Regions from separate parts of the Sus scrofa genome. Here region 1 is linked to region 2. A link is a contact called in public HiChIP or PLAC-seq data. All regions are on one chromosome and are shown on one strand. The core of a region is the stretch at or near the end of the contact, and the rest is flanking DNA. Distances in the headings are between cores, read along the strand shown.

The links. HiChIP or PLAC-seq counts read pairs in DNA pulled down with a chosen protein or histone mark.
Region 1: a contact with region 2 is called in an H3K27ac HiChIP or PLAC-seq map of alveolar macrophages, with 5 times the contacts expected there. The contact joins the promoter of ITCH here to the enhancer-like site in region 2. A contact is called at or near these places in 2 of 5 promoter capture datasets (fetal liver and liver), 12 of 47 Hi-C or Micro-C datasets (blood, embryonic fibroblasts, epiblast stem cells and 5 more) and 2 of 2 datasets of contacts at active chromatin or transcription factors (alveolar macrophages and skeletal muscle).

Annotation. Positions count from the first base shown.
Region 1 is chr17:37,805,418-37,812,250 of Sscrofa11.1, forward strand. It overlaps ITCH (a long non-coding RNA gene), which reads left to right and starts at 4,696. Exons shown (of 25, transcript XR_002340135.1): 1 at 4,696-4,844.
Region 2 is chr17:37,757,603-37,764,735 of Sscrofa11.1, forward strand. No RefSeq gene overlaps it. Among named protein-coding and RNA genes, the nearest start is that of AHCY, 17 kb to the left of the region's middle. Within about 2 kb of position 2,724, at least 23 of the 83 cell types and tissues checked have an H3K27ac peak or open chromatin away from gene starts, as enhancers often do. A contact at or near this core is called in alveolar macrophages, epiblast stem cells, fetal liver and 2 more, where this site is marked.

The DNA.
Region 1 (6,833 bases), core at 3,446-5,945, 50 kb after region 2:
TCTGGCAGCTGAAGGCAGAATGGCTCCAGGGAAGAGGGGGTCAGCAGCGTGACTAGCAGCATGACTAAGTGTTCTGCAGGGAAAGCCAGTAAGTGACAGGTGGCCTGTGGGCTGCTGGGGGTTCTCTTCCTACTCCTTCCAGCTCTGCATCCCTGCTTCCTTCTCTCCTCAGAGGCCTGGGAAACTGCTTCCCTTGCTGGTGGAGGCCTTTCCCAGGCTCTAGCAGGGCTGACCTGTCCCAGACTGACCTGGCTGTCCAAGGCAGGAGGAGAGTATAAGTGACTCAAAGCTTTTTTTAGCCACCAGTCCTGCATTCTCACCAGGCCAAGGCTAGACTGGCTTTTAGATCAAGGAACCTGGGAGCCAGAGCCACACAGCCTGGGAGATGAGGAAATGCCCAGGCTGGGATCCTCTGCCCTCACCAATTCAGCTTCTCTTTGGAGAACCGCCAACTAAACACCTACCCTGGATTACCCTGGATTTCCTAGAATCTTTACAACATCCTAGGGGGTAGAATCTATTATTCTCATTTAGAGATTTGGTCACCAAGGTTTAGGGAATTTCTCTAAGACCCCTGAAGCAATTTTTTTCCCTTTTTCAGCTGCACCCGTAGCATATGGAAGTTTCTGGGCCAGGGACAGAACCTATGCTACAGCCACAACCAGAGCCACATGCTGGATCCTTAACCCACTGAGCCAGCTGGGAATTCCAAGAAGCCTGAATTATTAATTCTGCTAGGTTCTGCCTCTCAGATCAGAGCTAATGCACCCTATATAAATAAAATGAGTATGCATGTATACCAGCACCCAGATCAAGACACAATTTTTTTTTTTTTTGCCTTTTTCAGGGCTGCACCAATGGCATATGTAGGATCCCAGGTTAGGGGTTGAATTGGAGCTACAGCTGCCGGCCTATTCCACAGCCACAGCAACATCAGATCTGAATTGCATCTGTGACCTATACCACAGCTCACGACGGTGTCAGATCCTTAACTCACTGAGCGAGGCCAGGGAGCAAACCAGAGTCCTCACGGATACTAGTTGGTATCGTTACCACTGAGCGGCAATGGGAACTCCAAGACACAGGATATTTTTTATCAGGCTTAAGAAGCTTCTTTGTGTCTCCTTTCTGGTATTAACTCTCCTCTAAGGTAATCACTCTTCTGACTTCAAACACCATACATTAGTTTTGCCTGATATTATACAATTTTTTTTTTGGTCTTTTTGCTATTTCTTTGGGCCGCTCCCGCGACATATGGAGGTTCCCAGGCTAGGGGTCCAATCGGAGCTGTAGCCACCGGCCTACACCAGAGCCACAGCAATGCGGGATCCGAGCTGTGTCTGCAACCTACACCACAGCTCAGGTCAACGCCGGATCGTTAACCCACTGAGCAAGGGCAGGGACCAAACCCGCAACCTCATGGTTCCCAGTCGAATTTGTTAACCACTGCGCCACGACGGGAACTTCTGATATTATACAATTTAAAAATTGTAGATAAAGACAGAATCTGGAGCCAGAGAACTTTGGTTTTTTTTGTTTGTTTGTTTTTAAAATTTTTATTGAAATTTAATTTACAACGTGTGTTGAGCCAGAGGACTTTGGTTAGACCTCTGGTTCCTGGTTGAATGAACTTGAACCACCCATCTAATTTCCTTGCGACTCCTTTTTTTATTTTTTGGTATAATGGGCACAAAAATACCTCATATCTTAAAGGCACACTGTGTTCGCCAATCTCTCCCAGTGATAAGAATAGGGAGTTCCTCCGTAAGGACCCTTCATTGTCATTGCAGCAGCTTCCATTGCTACTTCAGGGAGGGCTTGATCCTTGGCCCTGGGAACTTTTGCATACTGTGGGAGTAGCCAAAAAGAAAAAAAAAAAAAAAATCACCTGGGGCAAGAGTTAAAAACCCACATTCCTCCAGAGCATACATTCCTTTTTTTTTTTTTTTTTCTGGTCTTTTCGTCTTTTCTAGGGCCACACCTGCGGCCTATGGAGGTTCCCAGGTTCCCAGGCTAGGGGTCTAATTGGAGCTGTAGCCACTGGCCTACACCACAGCCACAGCAATGCCAGGTCCAAGCCAAGTTTGCAACCTATACCACAGCTCGTGGCAACGCCGGGTCCTTAACCCACTGAGCAAGGCCAGGGATCAAACCCGAAACCTCATGGTTCCTAGTTGGATTTGTTAACCACTGTGCCACAGCGGGAACTCCTGCATACATTTTTTTTTTTTGTCTTTTTGCTATTTCTTGGGCCACTCCCGCGGCATATGGAGGTTCCCAGGCTAGGGGTCCAATCGGAGCCGTAGCCACCAGCCTATGCCAGAGCCACAGCAACGCAGGATCTAAGCCGCGTCTGCAACCTACACCACAGCTCACGGCAACGCCGGATCGTTAACCCACTGAGCAAGGGCAGGGACCGAACCCACAACCTCATGGTTCCTAGTCGGATTTGTTAACCACTGCGCCACGACGGGAACTCCCCTGCATACATTTTTAATAGGACAAAAATTAGGTGAGAGTAGAGAGGAAATTAAAAAAAAAGTTTTTATTTAAGAGTTCCTGTTGTGGCTCAGTGGTAACGAACCTTACTAATATCCATGAAGATGCGGGTTCAATCCCTGGCCTCACTCAGTGGTTTAAAGGATCCAGTGTTGCCATGAGATCCAGTGTTGCCATGAGCTGTGGTGTAGGTCGAAGACACCACTGGGATCCCTTGTTGCTATGGCAGTGGCTGTTGTGTAGGCCTGAGGCTACAGCTATAATTTAACCCCTGGCCTGGGAACTTCCATATGCTGTGGGTGTGGCCCTAAGAAGACAAAAAAATTTTTTTTAATATAAAAGCACAGATATGTATGGCACATAAATCGATAAACAGTATGTTTGTGATATTAAAATTTCATGGGGGAATTTAGGGAAAAAGTGTTTAAAAATGTTCCTTACAGAGATGATAATTTTTTTCTTTTTTTTGCTTTTTTTAGTGCCGCACTGAAGGCATATGGAGATTGTCAGGCTAGGAGTCGAATTGGAGCTGTAGCTGCCGGCCTACACCACAGCTCACAGCAATGCTGGATCCTTAACCCACTGAGCGAGGCCAGGAATTGAACCTGAAACCTCATGGTTCCTAATCAGATTCGTGTTCACTGCACCACTGCGGGAACTCCCAGAAATGATAACTTCAAAAGGGAAGTGTTGAGAAACACTGCCCTACCGCAACCACAAGTGATTCTCCAAGTGTGTTCTGAGGTTAAAAAATGCAAATCATGAGGCCCAGCCCAGAGTTTCTGAATTGGAAATTCTAGGGGTGGGGCCCAGCAATAGACGGTTTAACAAGTCCTTCAGGTGATTTTGATGGGCACTAGAGTTTGAGAACCTCTACCCTACACAGTCTGAATAGGGAGGGTTATGGGACTCTGTACCTTTTTTTTTTTTTTTTTTTTGGCCACGCCTGCAGCATGCATAAATTCTTGAATCTAAACCACAGCTGTGACCCGAGCCACAGCAGTGACAACATTGGATCCTGCTAAGCCATCAGGGCACTCTCAGGAATCTTTTTTCTTTTCCCTAGGAATCTGTCTTTAACCAGCTCTCCTGAAGTACACTGCAGGAAACACTGATATGGAGAATTCGAAAGTAATTTGAAAAGTGTAAGTGACTTTCCAGATGGTAAAATAAAATTTTCTTTAGGAGGGAAAACACGCTAAACAGTAATAGCAAAGGTCACTTTGTTGTGCCTCTGAGTCTACCCGCATAGCCTACTAATTCTCACAAACAATCCATGACGGAAGAGGATGGACTCAGGAGCCAGACTGCTTGGGTTCTTATCCAGCTTGTGACTTGGTTTGTGCATCTGTAAAGTGAGGAAAATGAAGGTACTTCCACTGTAGATTTGTTGGGAGGATTAAAGAAGCTTATTGATCAGCATTTAGAATACCTGCTTATGTTGGCACCACTTCCGTGTAGTGATTTTCATCACCTCTAAAAGCACCTTGTTAAAACATGGGTTTGAGCCCAATGAATTTAACTCTCGAGTGTACTTTTTTTTTTTTTTTTTTTTTTTTTGGTCTTTTTGCCTTTTCTAGGGCGAGCGGCGTGTGGAGGTTCCCAGGCTAGGGTCGAATCGGAGGAATCGGAGCCGTAGCCACCGGCCGATGCCAGAGCCACAGCAACGCGGGATCCGAGCCGAGTCTGCAACCTACACCACAGCTCACGGCAACGCCGGATCGTTAACCCACTGAGCAGGGCCAGGGATCGAACCCGCAACCTCATGGTTCCTAGTCAGATTTGTTAACCACTGCGCGCCACGACGGGAACTCCTCGAGAGTACTTTCTTAAGGACTAAGTTATAGTTCAGTGGTTCTCAAAATGTGATTACACACCAGCAGCACACCAGAGAGATCGTTAGAAATGCCAATTATTAAAATTATTAGATTCTATCCCAAATGTGCTCAATTAGAAACTCCGGGGGTGGGGTCTAGTAGTCAAAGTTTTAAGTAGCCCTTCAGGTGATTCTGATGCACACTAGCTTGGGATCAGCAGCTACAAGTCTTTAGAGGTTCTGGTGAGTAGCTGGGAGGGTTTTTTGAAATGCCTGGAAGTCATCCATGAGTCCTTCCCACCTGGGTGAGAGCAAACTTCGATTTAGCGGCGCTCACCAGCCTTGCCAGCTATTCTTGCCCGCAGCTGGCTAGTGCGCAAGGCCTTCTGGGGCTTGTAGTCGGGATCGCGCCCAAGCCAGAGACGCCTGCGCGTTGGCCGCCAACTCGCTCTATTAGCTGCGGTTGGGGCTCGGGACCGGCTGCCATCTTAGTCGAGGGAGTGAAGAGTCGTCGCCGCCCCGAGTCCTGGTAAAAATCCCCGGGCGGACCGGAGGCAGTTCTGGGGAGAGGGAAGGTCCTGGATGAGAGTGTCCAAGGCGAGCAAGGGGTAGAGGAGTGCGGCGCGCTTGCCGGGACCCCACAGCCGCGGCTGCCTCCTCTTCCCTCAGAGCCGGTGCCCGTGGGGGGCGCGGGGAGCTCGGGCTAGTGGCAGGGGCCTGGCGGGGGTGGGTTGGCCGGACGCGCCGAGCGGCCACTGCTGGGCTCAGGCGTCTGGAAGCCCCTCGCCTCGCGGGCGCCCAGTTGTGAAAGGACTGGGCCGCCGCGGCGGGCGCCAGCAGGGTCCGGCCCGGTACCCCTCAGCCCCGCCCGGGGGCCACTCTCCGGCGGCCCGGCCTACGCGCGGGGCCCGGTGGCAGCAGCCGGCGCGAGCGACGTGGCCCTGCAAGGGGCGGCGGCCGGGCCCACCTGCAAGCCACTGCCCTTCCCGAGACTTTTCGGAGCCCCCAGTCTCGAGGGGCCCAGCACAGCGGCTGCCGCCTTTCTCTTTTGCACTCCCCTCCTCCCTCCATTGTCCCCCATCGTGGTGGTCCCGGCACCGGCTCCCTCCTCCGCGCCCACTACCGCCGCCGCCCCGACCCAGCCGGCGCCTCCCGGCGCTGAGTTTTGCAGACGTGGAGCTGTCACTGTCCTTCCTCTTGAGAGTGCCCTTTTCTTTAGCGGAGAAAGGAAAAAAGTAGCCGTGAACGTGTTCTAAGGGTCGAAAGGTGTTTGAGGGCAGACTTAGTGGGCACTAGTGGGGAACTCAAGTTTTCAGACTTAGCTTCGGGCCGATGCTGAGAGAGAGATAAACACTGGGTCTGTGGGCCCCAGGTAAACGTTGGGCCTAAAGTTGGCGATGTAACCAGATGAATTTTGCAAACCACACGAAATTCATAGTTCTCCAGTAATAAGTCAACATGTTTCTTTGGTTATATTCGTATCTTGATCTTGTTAGCTTTTCTGCCATTCTAGAGCTTAAGAATGCCTTGTGAGTGTGAGGTGGGGAAGGAAGAATGGAATTTTTCTTTGAAAATTAATGAGGCACTGGAGCCAGGCATATGTTATTATACTTAGCTGGGGTCTTGCATGAATTCGAATACAACCAGATCTTAAGAAAGTGCTAAAAGCAGTATATTTCCATCTCACAACGGAATAAAGATTTCTCAGCCTGTATAAAGTTTTCATGACAGATCTGGTGAGAACCTGCACTGTTTATTCATAGATTTATTCAAGGTGTAATTACTTCATCTTTAAGATTTAGAAATGAAGGTGGAAATTCAGCTGCTTTTTTGAGCAGTGTAAGTTTTGGGGTTTGAGTCCCAAAGGAATTCCTTCATCTTCATCATGAGTCAAGTCAGCAGGGATATGATATGATATGAAATAAACAAGTGCAGAATACTTCTTCAGTTTATTCTAGAGTTAACTCTATATTCATTAAAGAAACATCTTTACCCCTATTGGAATAGACAAACCAGTAGCCCCTAAATTTGATCATTACAATAACTAGGGGAGTTTTTTAAAAGTGGAAATACCAGAGATTCATTTCCTGAGATCGATTTGATACTTTTGATTTAACCTTGACAAATTTATTTTTTAAACTTGCCTCAGGCAGTTCTATTGGTCTTGGGAACCACTGAGACTAACAATGTGTTCAAACCAAAAAGCTTTGATAGGAAAGAGGAAGTAGCCAGTTCTGTTTGGGTTGACCTTGGAAAGGAGGAAGGATCTGCCCCTGGACCTAAGTTATGTCTTAGTTGATGAGTAGGAGTGTGATTGTGATGGGGAAAGGAAAGGACAGGGGAGGCAGAGGAAACTTGTTAATATTGTGTGTAAATGCAGAGAATTGTGGATGAAAAAGGGAGCAAAGAGTGGAATGGGGAAGGAGAGCGATGTGTATATGAGGCCAGAAAGGTAAAAGGAGGCAACGATATGAAAAGTTCTATGTGTAATGCAAAAAAACTTGTTTTATGTTGTTAG
Region 2 (7,133 bases), core at 1,474-3,973:
CAGGTTTTCATGTGAATATAAGTTTTCATTTTTTCAGAAGTGCAATTGTTGGGTTGTAAGGAAGTTGCATATTTTGTTTTATGCCAAATTGTTTTCCATTGCCCATTAGCAATGTAAGAGTGATTCAGTTTCTCCACACCCTCTCCACCATTTGGGGTGTCACTGTTTTAGTTTAGCCATTTTGATAGATGTATAGTAATACTTCATTGTGATTTTAATTCGCATTTCCCTGATGTTGAACGTTTTTTTCATATGTATATTCACCATTTGTATAGCCTCTTTGGTGAAATATCTCTTTCATGTTTTTTGCCCATTTTCTTTTCTTTCTTTTTTTTTTTTTTTTTGTCTTTTGTCCTTTTAGGGCCATGCCTGCAGCATATAGGGGTTCCCGGGCTTAGGGTCTAATTGGCGCTACAGCTGCCAGCCTGCACCACAGCCATAGCAACGCCAGATCCGAGCTGCATCTGCAACCTACACCTTAGCTCACAGCAACGCTGGATCCTTTACCCATTGATTGAGGCCAGGGATTGAACCCACAACCTCATGGTTCCTAGTCAGATTCGTTTCCACTGCGCCATGACAGGAACTCATTTTTTTTTTTTTTGTCTTTTTGCTATTTCTTGGGCCGCTCCCGCCACATATGGGGGTTCCCAGGCTAGGGGTCTAATCGGAGCTGTAGCCACCGGCCTACGCCAGAGCCACAGCAACGCGGGATCTGAGCCGCGTCTGCAACCTACACCACAGCTTACGGCAACACTGGATCTTTAACCCACTGGGCAAGGCCAGGGATTGAACCTACAACCTCATGGTTCCTAGTCAGATTCGTTAACCACTGAGCCATGATGGGAACTCCTGCTTTGTCTTCTTGATAGATTGACTCTTTTATCATTATATGATGAAAAAGAAACAAAATAAATCAGGGAGGGAAAGAGATCTCTTATTAGTGCCAAATAAAGGTGGAATCCAGGCGCTCCCTGTGGTTTGGGGGTGGGGTGGGGGGTTAATAATTTTTCCTTTTAAGTTTACTATCAGACTGATAAAAATTAAAGTGTGATAACTGTTAGTTTTCTGTTGGTGAAGCTGTGGAGAAGCAGGTCCCTTCACGCATTGCTTTTCATGTTGTACATTGGTCCAGTTTTCATGAGCAACACTCTGTAATAGCTAACAAGATTACAAACTCACATACCCTTTGCCCAAGCAGTTCCACTTCTAGGAATTTATCCCAAAGATATGAGAACATGAGTTGAAATGACATTAAGAGCGAAAGATTGGAAATAGTCTAAACATCCACCAGTAGGATATTTTTTAAATAAATGATAATATTAGCTACAGGGTAGAATACTTTGGGTGGCCCCTTTTTAAAAAGGTGATGTTTATTTATAGATATGGAACAATCCATTGTCAAGACGAAATATTAAGTGAAGGAAAAAGAAAGGATTGGCAGAACAGTGGGCCTAGTATGTTATTGTGTAAAAAGAAAAAAAAACCTTGCAAATAGGTTTTTGCCTATTTTCATACATAGGCATGTAGATAAATAGATGCATACGTATCAGGCTGTGTTCACAAACAACTACTAACAGTGCTAGAGGAGGGGCTGTCCGCCCACTCTGCTGAAGGCCACAGGGGACAAATAATTGTCAGACCCCCCCTTCTCCCCAGCCTGGCGCCAGCAGCAGGCTCTGGGGAGGCTGAGGGGCCCGGGAAACAATGGGCAGAGACAGACCAGGCCCTGTGGCCTCATCGCCCGCCCTTTGAACCCGCCCTTTAGTTGTTTGCTTTTGCCGACATTTAGGTCCCCAGCTTGGAGGGTGGAGAGGGGCGGAGAGGGGCGGAGAGGGAAGGAGCCTGTCCATTGGCCAAGGGGCCCTCCCGACTGCCTTGCTCAGATTCGGGATTAATTGGGATGCTGAGGACAAGGATGTCTTCTTTGGGGGATGAGATAAAAGAATACAGTTCTGGGACACCCCCACTGCTCCACCCCATCAGGGTGTCTCCCCCTCTCCCCAGTTCCTTCCACGCCCCTAACTCCAGGCCCCCTCAAGTTTGTGAACTTCCCTTGGGTCCGCTTTGGCTTTGATGTCACTGCTGGGCAGTGGAGTACTGAAGCGGGGGTTTTCTTAGAGAGCTTGGAACAGCCTCTCCCCCACGCTGCCACTTAATGCTTCTCATCCCAGACCGCCACGTGGAAAGCACCCAATATTTGTGGAATGAATTAACACTCCCAGATGTCTGCCTAGGAGCCCGCGTTGTGGTGTTTCTCGTCTTCAGCCCTCAGACCTGGCTGTCTTTGGGATGGGGGTCACAAGCTCCCCAAGTCCGACTTATGTCCCCAACTGAGACTGGGTGTCCTCTTGACTCAATTCGCATTCCAGTCCAGGCTCCCATGATCCTGTTATACTAACACTTACTGGGAGCCTGGTCCAGGGACCCTAGGAACCCAGAGGTCTGGGATTTTACTTCTTCATTTCTCAGATGATCCTTTCCCTTGAGGAGAGATAGACACGGAACATGGGATGTTCTGAGAGCTTGAATCAGGGCTGCCCCGGGTCCGGAGGTCGTCCTGAAGTGGAGAAAGGACGAGTTCAGCCGACAAAGAGGAAGGAGGCTGCTCCCCAGCACGCTGCCCCTCTGCTGGGCTCCTTTTGTTGGGAGTCCCAACAGCACCCCCACCTCCGAACTGCCTCTCCGTCTGGAGCCCATCTTTACCCAGTAGTGCCAGGAGAGGGCACCCTGCTCCTAGCTTTGGCTTCAGCCTGCCGCACCCTGTGATCTCACATAAAACCCCTGGGAGATGGGCAACATTTTTAAATGTAGGACTTCCCATTGTGGCGCAGCGGAAACAAATCTGACTAGTAACCATGAGGTTGCAGGTTCAGTCCCTGGCTTTGCTGAGTGGGTTAAGGATCTGGTGCTGCTGTGAGCTGTGATGTAGGTCGCAGATGTGGCTTGGATCATGTGTTGCTGTGCCTGTGGCATAGGCCAGAGAGTGAAGCTCCAACTCAACCCTAGCCTGGGGGAACCTCCATATGTGCAGGTATGGCCCTTAAAAAAATGCACTTTATTGCTACCTCTCATAGAAGAAACTAAGGTTCAGAGAATTTTGATGGACATGGCTAGAGGGTAGTCTTTTGACTTGGTTTGAGTCTTTAGCCTGTGGAAGTATCTGCTCTGGGTATTGATAGTGACACCTAGAATAATGATATCAGTTAACATTTGAGTACTTCTTATGTGCCACTCTATAAGGTAGGTGCTGCAATTATACCCATCTTACAGATTTAAAAAAAACTGAGGCTTCTAGTTAGGAAGTGCCAATGATGTCTGGTCTAGAACCTCTGCTAATAAGCACAGTGCCACCCTGCTTTCCATAATGCCCTCCCCCACCACCCTACGTTCATTTGAGAGTGCTAGGACCCAAGAAGGAACAGGAAAAGACCTTGCTCCCCTAAGTGCCATCTTAGTGAGCATGTGTGTGTATGTGTGTATACGGTCATACAAACCCTTGCACATGTCCATTCACACCTGTATACATTCCCAAAAGCAAAAAGCAGGAAAAAAAAAAAAAAGCACCTGTATACATTCCCCACCGTCACACCCAAATACACACACACATATTTCACATTCTCACATACTGACACGTATTCAGACTCTTACCCACACTCTGTTGGGTTCAGCCGTTGACTGGGCTTTAACTAACTGCCAGGACCCTGAGGCCCAAGGGAGCTTCAGCCAGTGATGTGTAAACTCTGTGTGATGCTCCGCTCCTCCCTTCTTCTTCCCTTGCATTCATTCCAAAAACATTGCTGGGAATCGCTCAGTGGAACACCAGTGGGTGACTCAGACCTGGCCCCTGCCTTCAAGGAGCTTCCTTCCTGTGACAGCCACTCCCACACAGATCATCCATGCTGGGACAGGTCTGAGCAGAGTGTCCAGAGTGGACAGAGGGGTCAGCCTGGGGCTGTGGAGGTTTCTCAGAGGAAAAGGTACCCACTTGGGTCTTCAGAAAAAGCTAGGCAGAAAAAGCAGGAAGAAACTGTCCAGGGGTGGGAACATTTGCACAAAAGGGGGGAAAAATAGCACCTCACATCATGAACTGTTTTAAATCCTTTAAGTAGATTATCCCATTTAACCACCTCAACAACCCTGTGGGATAAAATCATTATTTACTGCATTTTATAGATAAGAAAACTGAGGGTGAAAGGCCTCAGAGTAAAGATCAGAACCCAGCTCTTCCTTGCTCAGGGCCGAGGCTCTTGGCCCCAGAGCCCTGCTGCTTTGGCTGTGACCACTTCTGCTTCCCACACATATTCACCCTTCTTCTCTTTCCCTCTACAACTGAAGGGGACACTCATAGGTGCACCGATATAGTGTCACCCTCCCTCTCCCTCCAAAACTTATCTAAATAAGGTGCTTCCTTTATCCAATGTGCAGTGCTCTTCTGCCCAAGAACTTACAGGTAGAGTGCCCTTAGGGATCACACAGTTTTGTTTTGTTTTTGACCCACAGATTTAGAAAATGTGTTATATGTGCCCCTAACTTTTTTTTCCTTTTAAAGATTGTTTTGTATTATACTTGGTTTACAAGGCCCCTAACTTCTTCACAGAGGATTGAAAGCTCAGAAGGCTGTGAATTCCTCCAGAGCAGCTGCCAAAGTTTGGGCATCTCAGGATCCCAGCATCCCAGCCTCCCAGCATCCAGGCCTGCCCCAGGACTGCTGCCTGGTTAAGGTTTGTGGACTGGAATGGATGATGCATAAATTTAAGCAAAGGTTTGAACACAGTAATCCTTGGGATGTTTGCCCTGTAGCTGTTTTCTGATATTTTGAGTTAGTTGCCATTCACTTTAATTGGGAGATTTCATATGGAAAGCTGTATTTCTAGCTTCTCTTGAAAAATTATCAGGGAGTTCCTGATGTGGTACAGTTGTTAAGGATCTGGAGTTGCCTCAGCTGAGGCTCAGATTCAGTTCCTGGCCTGGGAACTTCTAGGAGTGTGGCTGGAAAATCCTTGGCATGCACAAGTTCCCAGGCCACAGATCAAACCCATGCCATGGCAGTGACCCAAGCCACTGCAGGGACAATGCCAGATTCTTTACCTGCTGGGCCATAAGGGAACTCCTCGTTGTCCTCTTTAGATTGTATATAAACTCTCCAGGCCAACATATATCCTCCCTGGCCCACTTCGGTTTTTCTGCCAGTCTCATCTCTGATTTTTCTCAATGGTCCAGGATCATCCTAATGAACATTGGTTGTCATTCTCCTTTGCATTGCACCCACTGAGTTGTTTGCCCCTATGCTAGATGCCTCTACATTGCATGACCTCCTGAATTCTTTGTTAGTTACAATTTATCTATCTTCCGGTTGCCACTCAGGATCCTAAAATACAAGCACAATAATAATAATCCCTTAGGAGTTCCCTGGTGGCTCAGCAGGTTAAGGAACCAGCATTGTCACAGCTGTGGATAGGATCACTGCTGTAGCAAAGATTCAACCCCTGGTTCAGGAACCTCCACATACCATGGGTATGCCCCCCCCAAAATTAATAATAAACTCAAGCTTCTGGGATGGATCCTTATATCCTTCTAATAAGGTGGATAGGACTGAGATCCTTATGCATATTAATTACAGAAGAGGAATCTGAGGGATGAGCACTTGCCTGAAGCATCACAGAGTCAGCAATGGATGAGAGCAAGCCTGGGGCTTGAAGAGCTCACAGATAAGGATATTGATGAGTCAGTGGTCATGTGGTGTGAGGATCAGATGATCAAGGTTGTGCTCTGAGATCCTGGATCTTGGAAGTTGAAGAGGAGGGTCCAGAAGGAGAATAAAGGGCTTGGCATCACCTCCCCCATGATGGTATAGGCTAGTTGTGGGTAATTTCTGCCCTGGCATCTGGTATCTATTGCTATGTAACAAATCATCTAGGATTACTGGCTTAAAACAACAACAATCATTTATTATTACTATCTTTTGGATTAGGGAGTTGATTGGACAGGCAGTTCAGCTGGGCAGTTTTTAAATTTTTTTAATTTTTTGCTTTTTTTTTTTTTTGGCTTTTTAGGGCTGCAACCAGGGCATATGGAAATTCCCAGGCTAGGAGTCAAATTGGAGCTGCAGCTGCTGGCTTATGCCACAGCTACAACAATGCAGGATCCAAACCAAGTCTGCAGCCTACACCACAGTCTCACAGCAATGCCAGATCCCTGACCTGCTGAGTGAGCCTAGGGATCGAACCTATATCCTCAAGGATACTTGTTGGATTCGTTTCCACTGCACCACAGTGGGAACTCCCTGGCCAGGCAATTGTTTTGTCAGGGTGTCTGTGCTTGCAGTTAGCCAGTGGCTGGGATTGTGTCATCTTGAGGACTCTTCACTCACATGATGGCCAGTTGATGGGACTTTCAGCTGGGATCTCCATGGGACTGTCAGCAGGAAACCAGTACTTGGCTTCTCCATGTGCCCTGGTTTCCTCATAGTATATTAGCTGAATACAGGTCGACTATGCCAAGGGAAAAAGCCAGACAGGAGTTATATCACCTTTTTAAAAAAAAAAAACCTCATCTTTTAAGGAGTTCCCGCTGTGGCTCAGTGGAAACAAATCTGACTAAACCGTGAGGATGCAGATTCCATCCCTGGCTTCGCTCAGTGGGTTAAGGATCCAGCACTGTCATGAGCTGTGTTATAGGTAGCAGATGCGGCTTGGGTCTGGCGTTGCTGTGGTGTAGGCCAGGAGCTATAGCTCTGATTTGACCCATAGCCTGGGAACCTCCATATGCCATGGGTGTGGCCCTAACAAAAACAAAAAAACCCCCAAACTAGTCTTTTTAAAAACTTTTTCTAGCTTTATTCTGATATAATTGTCGTAAACATTGTCTAAGTGCAAGGTGTACAATATGATGATTTGATACACGTATTGTGTACGTGTGGAATGAGTACCACCATAAGATTAGTTCACACATTATTCACCTCACATAATTACCGGTAATTTTTTGTTGTAGTGTTGCGAACCTTTAAGATCTACTCTCTTATCAACTTTCAAGTATACGATACAGTATTGTTAACTATAGTCATATGCTGTGCCTTAGGTCCTCAGAACATATTCACCTTATAACTGGAGTTTATATTCTTTGACCAGTGT